Regions from separate parts of the Mus musculus genome. Here all the other regions are linked to region 2. A link is a contact called in public HiChIP or PLAC-seq data. All regions are on one chromosome and are shown on one strand. Each heading gives the region's core, a stretch centred on a gene start, on an enhancer-like site or on the middle of the called end of the contact. The rest is flanking DNA. Distances are from core to core; before and after follow the strand shown.

Region 1 (3,305 bases), core at 226-2,725, 170 kb before region 2:
ATTGAATGAGTATGAGATTAAGTAACTTTATTAAAATGGCTCCTGAAGAGTTCAAATGATTTAAGTGACTCGCGTTCTGTTTCTAATAGATGAACTAATCTTAGCTATTTTATCCCGGGTCTTAGCCTATAGTCTGGCCATACAGTACAGGGAAACGTGGGCAAGCTCTGCGTTCACAACCACAGCAGAAAATGTCTTGTCACCCTGTGAGGTCCCATGATGTAAGAAGTGTCCTAGAGTGGAAAAGCCGTTCCATAAGGGTTGTATCCTGAAGCTCCGTTCACTGAGGCTCGTTCTACAGAAACGCCTCAGTATCAGCTCCTGTATCGTGGCTATGCTCTTGCAGCACAATTAAAAAAAAAAAGTTAGGACAGCCTAAATGTGCAACAACCTAGGACAAACTGGTAAACTGTGAATGAAGATATAGGTGACTGAGGGGGAAGCTCATTGGTAGAACACCTGTGTGGCATAATCAACACCCTGGGTTCATAGCCGGCACGTGCGCATGCGTACACGCGAATGCGCGCGCAGGGGAGGGGGGCGGCTATTATATCCATCTATGGAGTATATGCAACCATTGTAAAGACAGAGAATCTTAAGAATCGCCTGAGAAACTTAGAGAAAGAATCCAAAAAGGAAAGACTACCCAGGCTCCTCCAGAAGAAATTCTCGTTCATCAGGTGTCAGATGAGACCTGTCAATCTCTGTATTTTAAATAACGTTCTCCCAGAAGAGTGTGATACCCAGACAAGCTTGAATGAGGCTAAAATGATACATGTATGTAACTACATGAGAAAGATGCTCAAGTCGGTAAAATGCACCACTGGTTGTCGCCCAGGACTGCAGCTGCACAGGGGAAGATGGAACCACACATGTTCACAGAGAAAGATCTGAGCCCAGGCAGTCCTGGCGGCTGCCTCTGGGAAAGGGAAGAAGAAACGGACTCTGCATTTTTTTGTGTGTGTACTTCAGTGTTTGTTTATACATTGGAGAAGATGGAGGAAGGGTAAGGGGGAGGGGCAGGGGGAGAGGAGGAGTAAGAGGGGAAGGGGGATGATAGGAGGTAGAGGACAAGAAAGAACCTCTTGGGGTTTCACAGGTTCCCAAGTACATGGAAAGGGTGAACATGGGAGGAAGTGTCACTCAGGACCACAGCCATGCAGCCCAGGGACAGGCCCCGTGTGAGGACTCCAAGTGGTGCTCTGCTCTCTCTGGAGTCCCCGCCAAGCTCGACCTCACCCTGCAGCTAAGGCCCTCTCTCCCTCTGCTCCTTGGTGCTGAGCAGGGAGAGCCCAGACTTGGGAAGAGAGCTTTCCAGATCAACTTGGCCCACGCCAGCGCCAGCGTGGTGAGGTCATTCGGCACAGCTGCAAACTATTTCAAGGAAACAGGTGGTGGCTGTAACCTCTTCCAGGCTTGGGGTTTTGCTGGGAGAGAGGCCTCCTTCAAGGGCGTCTTCCCTGGGAGACCAGACACAGAGGTCTAGGCGGCTGGGAAAAGGGAGCACAGGGTCACAGGGCGTCCCCAGAAGCCTGCAGAGGTGTGTCCCTCCACAGCCGAAATCTCAGTGCCAGCTGTTTGTTTCTCCACCATAGCAGCTGGGAAACTGTTCCTCGGGAGCCGCACCTTCAGCAAGAAAACCATTCTCTCTAGAGAGGACCAATGGAGCCATGTAATTTGAAAGCTCTTGGATCATTTTAACTGGACAGCCAAGGTTGACACCAGCTGAAGTCCCTGGACAAGTATCACTCCCTTGGAAGCCTGCTTCGAATTTAGAACTTCAGGTCTGTACCCATCCTCCCTAAATCATCAGAATTGCATTCCCAAACAAGAGTCCCCGAAGAGTCTTGTGCCCTTTAGGATTTAGACGGTTGGCTTCTCTGGGCATGGGCCCAGCTGGTGGACACAGATCCTGGGAATTACAGAGGGGCTGCAAGACAGGTAAACACTGGCCTTCTATAAGATGCAGTGACCTCTCGAGGATGCAGTAAATTTGGCACAATTTTCCTTTGAATGTTTGTGCTGGGCATGACTTATCACTTAGCAGATTAGGGCTCCGATTGTGTCAGGATGGTTACTGGTTATGATCCTGAAACACAACCTGGTTAGTTGCCCAGCTTGTTTGAGCATGCGCTGGCTCCCTTTCTTCTCCAGCTCAGCCCCCATTCTGCCAACATCAAACTTTCTCACTGCCGCTCAGAACAGGGGATCAGAAAGTTCAGCACTCTCTCCGATTCCAGCACAGATTTTTCTGTTGAAATTGTGCTCCATCCTTAGGAAAAGCAAAACAATAGGAGGTTGTAGGTTCTAGCCATTGCCGTAGAAGCTGCAGAGGTAGGGTGCTTCTCTGCCAGCTGTTGAAGAGCAGGGTTCGGGCTTTGGCTTTGCCAAATCCTTGCTCCCCAGGTTTCTGCTAGCAGTTCACTTTTGGATGGAGAGTTAAAGACACTTTGTGGACGTAGCCCTGCAATGATTTGGGGACTGACCCGATATGATAATGGTTAGTAAGGGAGGACATTAAGCCATGCTATTCTTTCAATGATAGCAAAGCTTCTTCCAACCATGAGACTTAAAAGGCATGTGGTTGGTGGTATATGTCTTTGATCCCAGTATTTGGGAGGCAGAGGGAGATGGCCAGCCTAGTCTACATAACAAGTTCCAGGACCTGTCTCGAAAAAAAAAAACCAAAGACCAAAACAATCACACACACACACACACACACACACACCCCAAAAGCATAAATAAATAAATAAATAAATAAATGCCTAGTTACTCAGCAAACAAGCCTTTTCTAAATGCCAAGTTTTTGTACAACCATCCCACTTAATTATCAAAATGGCTCTTCAATACTGATAAGACACTTATTTTTAGGTGAGAAACTGGCTCAGAGATGTTTGGGCCTTGGGATAAAGGGCTTCGGAGTCACAGAATTTGGAGTCACACGGAGGTGTCCTGGGTCCAATGTCTCCTATGGGTCATTCTGTTAGGTGACTTTTCTCCATCCCAGAGCCTGCCTGCCATTGGATCCTGGAGTTCTTTCTAGTTAAATATTGGCTTATTTGTTCTTCCTTTGTTTTCTTTCCTGCTTGTGATGAAAGAAACATCATCTCTCCAAGTTGCTTCCCTTTCTTCTAAGATGGAAAGTGTTAGTCTATTAAGGACTCCAGCTTTGTATTTGTACGCTATAGGAGTTTTAAATGTCATCTCCCTGACTCTCTTTTACGCAAGAAAACATCTATTGTAGATGTGAGGAAATACACAGGAAAGCAAAAGGGAGGGATTTTTTTTTTTTGAGGGAAAGAATT
Region 2 (3,752 bases), core at 158-2,657:
CCACCGAGTCATCTCTCCAGCCTTCCTTTCCTTGACATTCTTGATTGTCATGTTTTTGTTTTCTTCTTTACTTCTGGTGCTCAGTCAATGCTCTCTCTCTCTCTCTCTCTCTCTCTCTCTCTCTCACACACACACACACACACACACACAAACATACACACACACTCATATACATATATATGTGAATATATATGTGTGTGTGTATATGTATATATAAATTTTTAATTTTTGAGACAGGTGCTCACTATATACCCAAATTGACCTTTAATTTGCTATCTCTTGGCTCAGCATCCTGAGAGCTAAGATTGCAGGTGTGAACCATCGTGGCTGGGGTAAGTACTTTCCTTGATCCAAGAGTGACTCTCTGAATACCATCCCTATCTTTTGAAAGATCTTTCAAATTATTCTTTACTTGTTTACAACTTACAATGCAACGAAATTACAATTTATTTCTCTACAGTCTGAGAGAATAAAAGCTTCCCACCCACTCCACTGAGGCCAAATAGTTCATTATCGTTACTGATGTCAGACAAGTTATCTTCTTTAGGAAGAAGAATGACTCAGAAGTTGCTAATCTCACACCCCATCGGAGGGCAAGGAGAGTACACAAATTGCCTCTCAAAGTGGGTGTGGTGGTACACACCTGTAATCGCAACACTTGGGAGGCTAACTCTCCCCACCTCCATCTCAAAAAACAAACAAAAGACCAAACACTCTAAATACAAGATTCTTACTAAGCAGGGCTGGCATTCTGACGTGAAAATGTCTCCTGAAATGTGTGTATTGAAATTCAATCACCACTGGATGGTGATGGTTTAAACCTTTAATCCCAGGCAGAAGCAGGTGGCCAGCCTGGTCTACAGAGAGTTCCAGGACAGCCAAGGCTTCACAGAGAGACCCTATCTTGAAAAACAACAGTAGTAGCAGCAGCAGCAGCAGCCACAACAACAGCAACAACAAAGAAACAAATTCAATCACCATGGTAACAATGTTGTAAACTTGGACTTGGGCGGGGTATTTAGGGTTTGTAAAGACAGGATTGTCTTTACAAAAGGACTTAATAGAAGGAATGAGACTTTTTTTTCATTTTTAATTTATTCTGTGAGAATATTATGGGTGTATATAATGTATTTGATATTATTCTTCCCTACTCCCCACCCCAACTCCCTCCAGACATTCCCACTAACAAGTTCTTTTTAAAACCCCACTAAATCCAGTTAACTGCCTGTATAACTACAAGTTTGAGGTCACTCAGTGGGCCATGGGTCACCTCTCAGAAGCCACATCACTGGGGGAAAAATGCCTCTCCCTTCCAGCAGCCATCAAGCTCAGTGTAGGTGTGTACTCTGTCCCTGCCCCTGCCCCAGCCAAGATAGAAAGGTGACTGGTTTGACCTTGCAGGTGTTGCGGTAGAGATATCTGCTGTGTGGGGGTAATGTTGCTGTCATGTCCAGAAAACAGTGATTTTTCTCCCCAGCAGTTCTCCCTGACTCTGGCTCTTACAGACGTTTCCCTACCTCTTCCAAAATGTTCCTTAACCCTCGTGGGACTGGGGCAGGTCTGGTACATGTTCACTTCCGACTGAGCACCTCCTATTCACTTGTCCCACCACTCTAAACAGTTGAGCCTCTGCGTTAACCATAACCCGCAACCAAAACACAAAAGACGCCCCAGAAGTTTGAGCCCAGCCTAATGACCTGTGTTGGATCACTGATACAAACAAACAAACAAACAAACAAAAAACAAACAAACAAAAAAACGAGAATGGACTTCTGCAAGCTGTCCTTTAAACTCTACTCACCTGCCTCCCTCCTAAGAGTACATCTCTGTGAATTTACTTTGTTTCAAGTTTAAAAGGTTAAGTATTTTAAAAATAGTATAACATTATGTCCATTTGGCAAAATAACAGTTCTCAGTTCTCCCCTAAGGCTTATGATGTCCCCAGCCAAGGGGAGGATCCTCGTTGATAATACTAGGCTTACGCTCCCTCTTATGGATCCAGCCCTAAATCCAATCATAAAGTGCTTGGTTACCCACATAATATTGTACCAATAGAAGGATCTTTCCAGTCTGGTCATTATTTTAGCTCTCAGGATTAACAGCTGGGTAAGCCTGTTGGTTTTTCAACTTCAGTGACCTCCACAGCATCTGTGAAAGCTAGCCAGAGGGGAGGGGGCTTCCAGGTCAGTCCCATGTCCTGTGTCCAAGGTGTGGGTGTCTTCACCATTATGTCCTGACAGTCAACCGTATCGTTTTGAGCGACTCTGGGACCCTCTGACCAACAGAGTTTGCCTCTTTAAGTCCTATCTGTTTCTTGTACCACAAGAGGACACAGCTCCTACTCTGGAGAATGAGGTAACAAAGGTATCAGACTAGACTCTCACCAGATGCTGAACCTACTGGTGCCTGGCTAGCCATCAGCACTGTAAGCTGTAGGTTTATATTCTTTTAAAAGCATGTGTTTTATGTGTAGAAGTGTTTTACCTGTATCTATGTATGTGTACCACATGCAGGCCTGGTGCCCACAGAAGTCAGAAGAAATCAGTATTGGATCCCCTGGAACTGGAGTTACAGATGGTTCTGGTTGTAGGCCACAGTCTTTGATATTGTTCTAGTGCTATAAAGAGATATTATGACAAAGGCAACTCTTATAAAAGAAAACATTTAACTGGAGGCTTGCTTACAGGTTCAACAGGTTAGTACATGATTATCATCATGCCAGGGAGTATGATGATAGTGGGGAAGACGTACCCATGTCTGATCCTGGGCACTTTACATACAGGTGCACAGGCAGCAAACAGAGAAATGGAGATAGACATTAGACCTGGTGTAGGCTTTTAAAATTTCAAAGCCTACCCCCAGCTACACACCTCCTCCAAGGCCCCACCTCCTAATCCTTCCCAAACAGGTTTTCAACAGAGGACTAAGTATGCAAATATATTAACAATTATGTGTGTGTGTGTGTGTGTGTGTGTGAGAGAGAGAGAGAGAGAGAGAGAGAGAGAGAGAGAGAGAGAGATTTTCTCATTCTGACTACCACCTCCATCAGGTGTATTCTGGGAATCAAACCTGAATCTTATATAAGAGCAACAAGTGCTCTTAACCACAGAGCTATCTCTTCAACTCCATAAGCATATATACTTCTTTCTTTCTTTCTTTCTTTCTTTCTTTCTTCCTTTCTTTCTTTCTTTCTCTCTAAGATTTATCTATTTACTTCATGTATGAGTACACTGTAGCTGTCTTCAGACACACCAGAAGAGGGCATCAGATCCCATTACAGATGGTTGTGAGCCACCATGTGGTTGCTGGGAATTGAACTCAGGACGTCTGGAAGAGGCAGTTAGGGCTTTTAACCGCTGAGCCATCTCTCCAGTCCACATATACTTTACAAATGATCCCAGCTGTCCAATAATACCACAAACAGACCAAAACAACTAGTTCAAACTTGAGGCATTCTATTATTAAAAAGAGATATAAATGTTTGAAGACAATTCGCTACATGCCGCATTCATTAAGCCCAAATGGCCCCCTGCTCCAAGTCTTTCCCCAGACAGCTGAAAGCAGAGAGGCGTGCAGAGACAAGCACACTCAACACGACGGCCCTCTGCATAGCGTTCCTACTTGGACTTTGTCTTTTCTCAGACTTCCAACCATCCCTTTTCCACTCTTTACAATGGATTTTTAGATTATAGCTGTCTGTTTGATCTTTAGGGGAAAAAAAAAAAGAAGAAGAACAGAGCAGAGCAGAGAAG
Region 3 (3,565 bases), core at 552-3,051, 240 kb before region 2:
AATAGTGAGCTATAAGGAGGGTGAGTAGCTTCTGGGAGGGAAGGGCCAAGAGACCAATGAGAGAGCTTTGGAATGTACAACAAGTACTTGTGAGCAGAGACTGAGAGCGCCTAGAGGCTGGCATAGGCTTTCCTATACAGCCACAGGTCCAGGTCAATGGAGAGCCGTATGTCACTTCTGCCAGAGGTATGAGAAATGATTCCTTTTGGCAGATGGAAAGCAATTTCACAAGTTTCTGAAGAATGCTGGCTTTTATCAACCCACCAGAAGTCCTCCTGTGGTCCAGCTGGAGCTCATTTCTGAATATTCAGACACCCTGAGATCTAATATTGAGGACCTTAGCTCCATCCTTCAGAACCCAGGTTTTTTAAAAGCAAGCACAGCAGCATGGGCCTGGAATCCCATTACTGTGGCAGAGCAGACATGAGAATCCTTGGGACATCCTAGTTAAACCAGGGTTTGGCTAGATGAATCAACAAGGCCCATGTTGAGACCTTGTCTCAAAAAATAAGGTGGAGAAGGTAGAGATCAATTGAGAACGAACCCTGACATTAACCTCCATCCTATACACCTTTATGCGCATGGTGCACGCACACACACACACTGAGGGGGTGTTGGGGGGCATGGGGGAAACTGTTCCCCATGCCCTCTGATGCAAACGTACAGCAGCTAATTTTTTAACATCTTCCTAAAAATAATGACTGCCAAAAAAGATAGAAAACAAGTGTTCAGAGAAGTCAAGACACTGAGACAGGAAAGACTTTCCCCCCTAACCCCCTGCTGAGTTCTGTATGCAGTGCTGGAAAATAAATCTTAGAAGGATTCAATTTGATTAAGAAGACTGAAAAGCATCAAGATGCTGCCCTGCCACTCAAAGGGATTGTGCGTGCATCGGTACTTACTACATAACTATTGCAATCCCTGAAGTGCCTTGGCTCTCACCTCTGTGGCCACACAAACCATCTAATCCCTTTTCTGGTCAAGGAAAAAGAGAGCATTGCAATATTTCACTAGAGAAGAATGAGGACCAGTGTTTGAAGGGTTTGGGAGAGCTGTTAGAACATTTATTGAGTGGCTAATATATATGGAAGCCTTAGTGAAAACAATCACAGGAGCTGAACTAATCTCCACTGGTAGGAATTTCTTCCCTTTTGTTTTATTAGGGAAATGACAAGCGGCATTGTCTTGTACTGCTGGCTCTGTAAACTTCACGTATTGCTTCACCTAAGCTTTTTTTTTTTAAGACTTAAGTATTTTTTTTAACTAAATATTTAAAATTTTCAGTTCAGGTATAGCTTATTTCTCAGCGTTCATATCATGTCCAGTTCAAGTTCTCAAAATAATTAAAAAGAAATACTTAGCAACCTTGCAAGTTCTTAACCGTTTGATATCTGTTCCTTGATAATTATTCTGGTTCAAACGCAAGAGTCCAGTGAATCATTTTCTTGAAACTCCTTATGCCCTCAGCCACCTGCGGCTTCTAACCTGACTTTATGCTAAACTGCATCTCCCAAGAGCATCGGCCGAGAAAAATCTAGTGCGGTGCATGGTGGGAGTTGTAGTCCTGGATGAGGGTTCCCCCGCCTTCGAGCCGCTGATTCAGGCGCTACCAATTAGCTGGGGCCATGTCGGTGAGGCCGTGGTCCAACCGGGAAAGCTGGTATGACAACTGTACACAATGATTGGCTAAAAGATGACATAGGGGGCGTGACTATGTGTGGGGTGGGGCGATCACGGCCATTGGCCAAGGAGGACGGAGCGGCGGGCGCGGATTGGCTGCGCTCTGGGCCAGGGAGGCCTGGGAAGGGGCGAAGAAGGAACCTGAGCAGGAAGAGCGGCTGCGAGGCGGCGGCACAGAGGCAGCGGCTGAGTTGGTCGCGGCGACGGCGACGGCGACGGCGAGGGCTCTCGACCTTCGAGAGCAGGATGCAGGTCCGCGTCAGGCTGTCGTTGCTGCTGCTCTGCGCGGTGCTCCTGGGCTCGGCAGCCGCGACCTCGGGTCAGTATCGAGCCTCGGGCAGCAGGCCCCGAGCCACCGCCCCCCGACCGCGGTGGAGACAGGGCCACGGGGCTCAGCGGTCTCGGGCACTGCTCGCCCTGACTGTCACTCGCTCTTGCCTTGGGCATCGGTTAGCCTGGGCCGAAGAGGGTGCTTAGGAAACTGGACATAAGGAAGGGCTGGTCACCCTGCCCACACCTCTCCCACGCAGCAAACTTTAGGTGACTTCTGACGAATTAGGAATTGCCCAATTAGGAGGGGATTCCTGACGGCTGGCTTAGACCCTCAGAGATTCCTCTACCTTCACGTAGGTGATGTGTGCACAGGCTCTGGGACACGCTGGGGTTTGCAGTTGACATACCTGGAGCTGTCACTTTTGTGCAGAGCAGGGTTCATCCGGACTAGGATGTTGACAGTGGAGGAATTGCTCAACACCTGATCTGTTAGTCTGGTTTTTAAAAGAAAAAACTCTGATATAATTGTAGTCACTTGTCCCCCGCGTCCTGGGAAAAATGTGACCTCTGCCACGGTGTCCATGGTCTTTGAGTTTGTAGATAGTCATTTTATTTATGGGTTTTGAGACAGACTTAGTTCTTTCAAAATTAATAGAAAATAATGTTGCCCTTTTCTGTAGGTACAAAAAGCCGTGTGCTTTTAAATTGATTTTTCGACTAGCTGACTTACATTACCTCTTTGCAAAGGATTTTCTTTTTTAATGTTTTGATCTGCCTATATCAGAAAACTTACTGTCTTAGAAATGTTTCTCTTAAACGTACTTAGGATGTTTTAGAGTGAATAAACATTGACTCCTGGAAGACTTTGAGATTTTTAATCAGTTTCGCTTAACAAGACAGCTGTTGGGTGGCTTTATACTTTTTTCTGGAACACTGCAAAATGTAAATGTCATCTTTAAAAAAAAACAAAAAAAAACCCGAATTTCCCCAGATGGTTATTTGAATCCCCAGATCCTCCGTTCTAGTTGTAAATGAAAGCCATAATGTCATCCTACTTCTAAAATCGAGTTAGACCAAAATGCTGTCTCCGGTGTGTTTGGAGACACCCTTTCAAATGTGGCAAGCATATGGTAACCACTTTACTGCCAGCATTATGCTTGAGGTTGATCCTGCTTCATTTGAAATGACAGTTTGTGTTGAAGAGCAGTTCTTTAAAGACTACAATACTTGACTCTGGCAGAAATTCTAGCGGGTATTGTTCAAAAGAAGTATGCCGTGGAAGCTGCCCTTGCCTTGGGTAAAGTACCTGATGGGCTGAGTTCCTCTTGGGGTTTTGCTAAGTTTTAGATCTAGAATATACCACATACCCATACATGAACGAGCTCTGTGACTCTTCACACTGAAGCGCGAAGATTCCAGTAATCAAATAGCATAACTTACATCCCTCTGAAATTCCCATCTGCAGAGTTTAAAGGCTGTTCGAACACAACAGTTTTTCCTGCCTCGTCCGTCAGCTCTGTTGCATGTACTTTGAGCTCTGGACAGTAGAGACGCTCTCCGGTTGGTTCTAAGTCTCTTAGCTATTCTACAATACTTAGCACTCAAGTGTTAA

Evidence for each region. HiChIP or PLAC-seq counts read pairs in DNA pulled down with a chosen protein or histone mark.
Region 1: a contact with region 2 is called in an H3K4me3 HiChIP or PLAC-seq map of embryonic stem cells, with 52 read pairs. The contact joins the promoter of Ston2 here to the enhancer-like site in region 2. A contact is called at or near these places in 28 of 39 promoter capture datasets (the 3T3-L1 cell line, 3T3-L1-derived adipocytes, the C10 cell line and 17 more), 10 of 15 datasets of contacts at CTCF or cohesin (CD8 T cells, the G1E-ER4 cell line, the NIH/3T3 cell line and 6 more), 73 of 484 Hi-C or Micro-C datasets (2-cell-like embryonic stem cells, 3T3-L1-derived adipocytes, the AML12 cell line and 40 more), 20 of 115 datasets of contacts at active chromatin or transcription factors (the SCID.adh cell line, astrocytes, embryonic forebrain and 9 more) and 4 of 9 other capture datasets (adipose tissue, embryonic stem cells, liver and 1 more).
Region 3: an H3K27ac HiChIP or PLAC-seq map of embryonic stem cells shows a contact between it and region 2, with 2.6 times the contacts expected there. The contact joins the promoter of Sel1l here to the enhancer-like site in region 2. A contact is called at or near these places in 1 of 39 promoter capture datasets (neural stem cells), 4 of 115 datasets of contacts at active chromatin or transcription factors (bone marrow-derived macrophages, embryonic stem cells and neural progenitor cells) and 2 of 9 other capture datasets (adipose tissue and liver).

The regions. Positions count from the first base shown.
Region 1 is chr12:91,784,606-91,787,910 of GRCm38.p6, reverse strand. Ston2 (stonin 2) reads left to right here and starts at 1,475. Exons shown (of 7, transcript NM_175367.6): 1 at 1,475-1,784.
Region 2 is chr12:91,609,901-91,613,652 of GRCm38.p6, reverse strand. No RefSeq gene overlaps it. Among named protein-coding and RNA genes, the nearest start is that of Gtf2a1, 22 kb to the right of the region's middle. Within about 2 kb of position 1,407, at least 16 of the 459 cell types and tissues checked have an H3K27ac peak or open chromatin away from gene starts, as enhancers often do. A contact at or near this core is called in embryonic stem cells and primordial germ cells, where this site is marked.
Region 3 is chr12:91,847,393-91,850,957 of GRCm38.p6, reverse strand. Sel1l (sel-1 suppressor of lin-12-like (C. elegans)) reads left to right here and starts at 1,801. Exons shown (of 21, transcript NM_001039089.1): 1 at 1,801-1,999. The coding sequence starts at 1,927.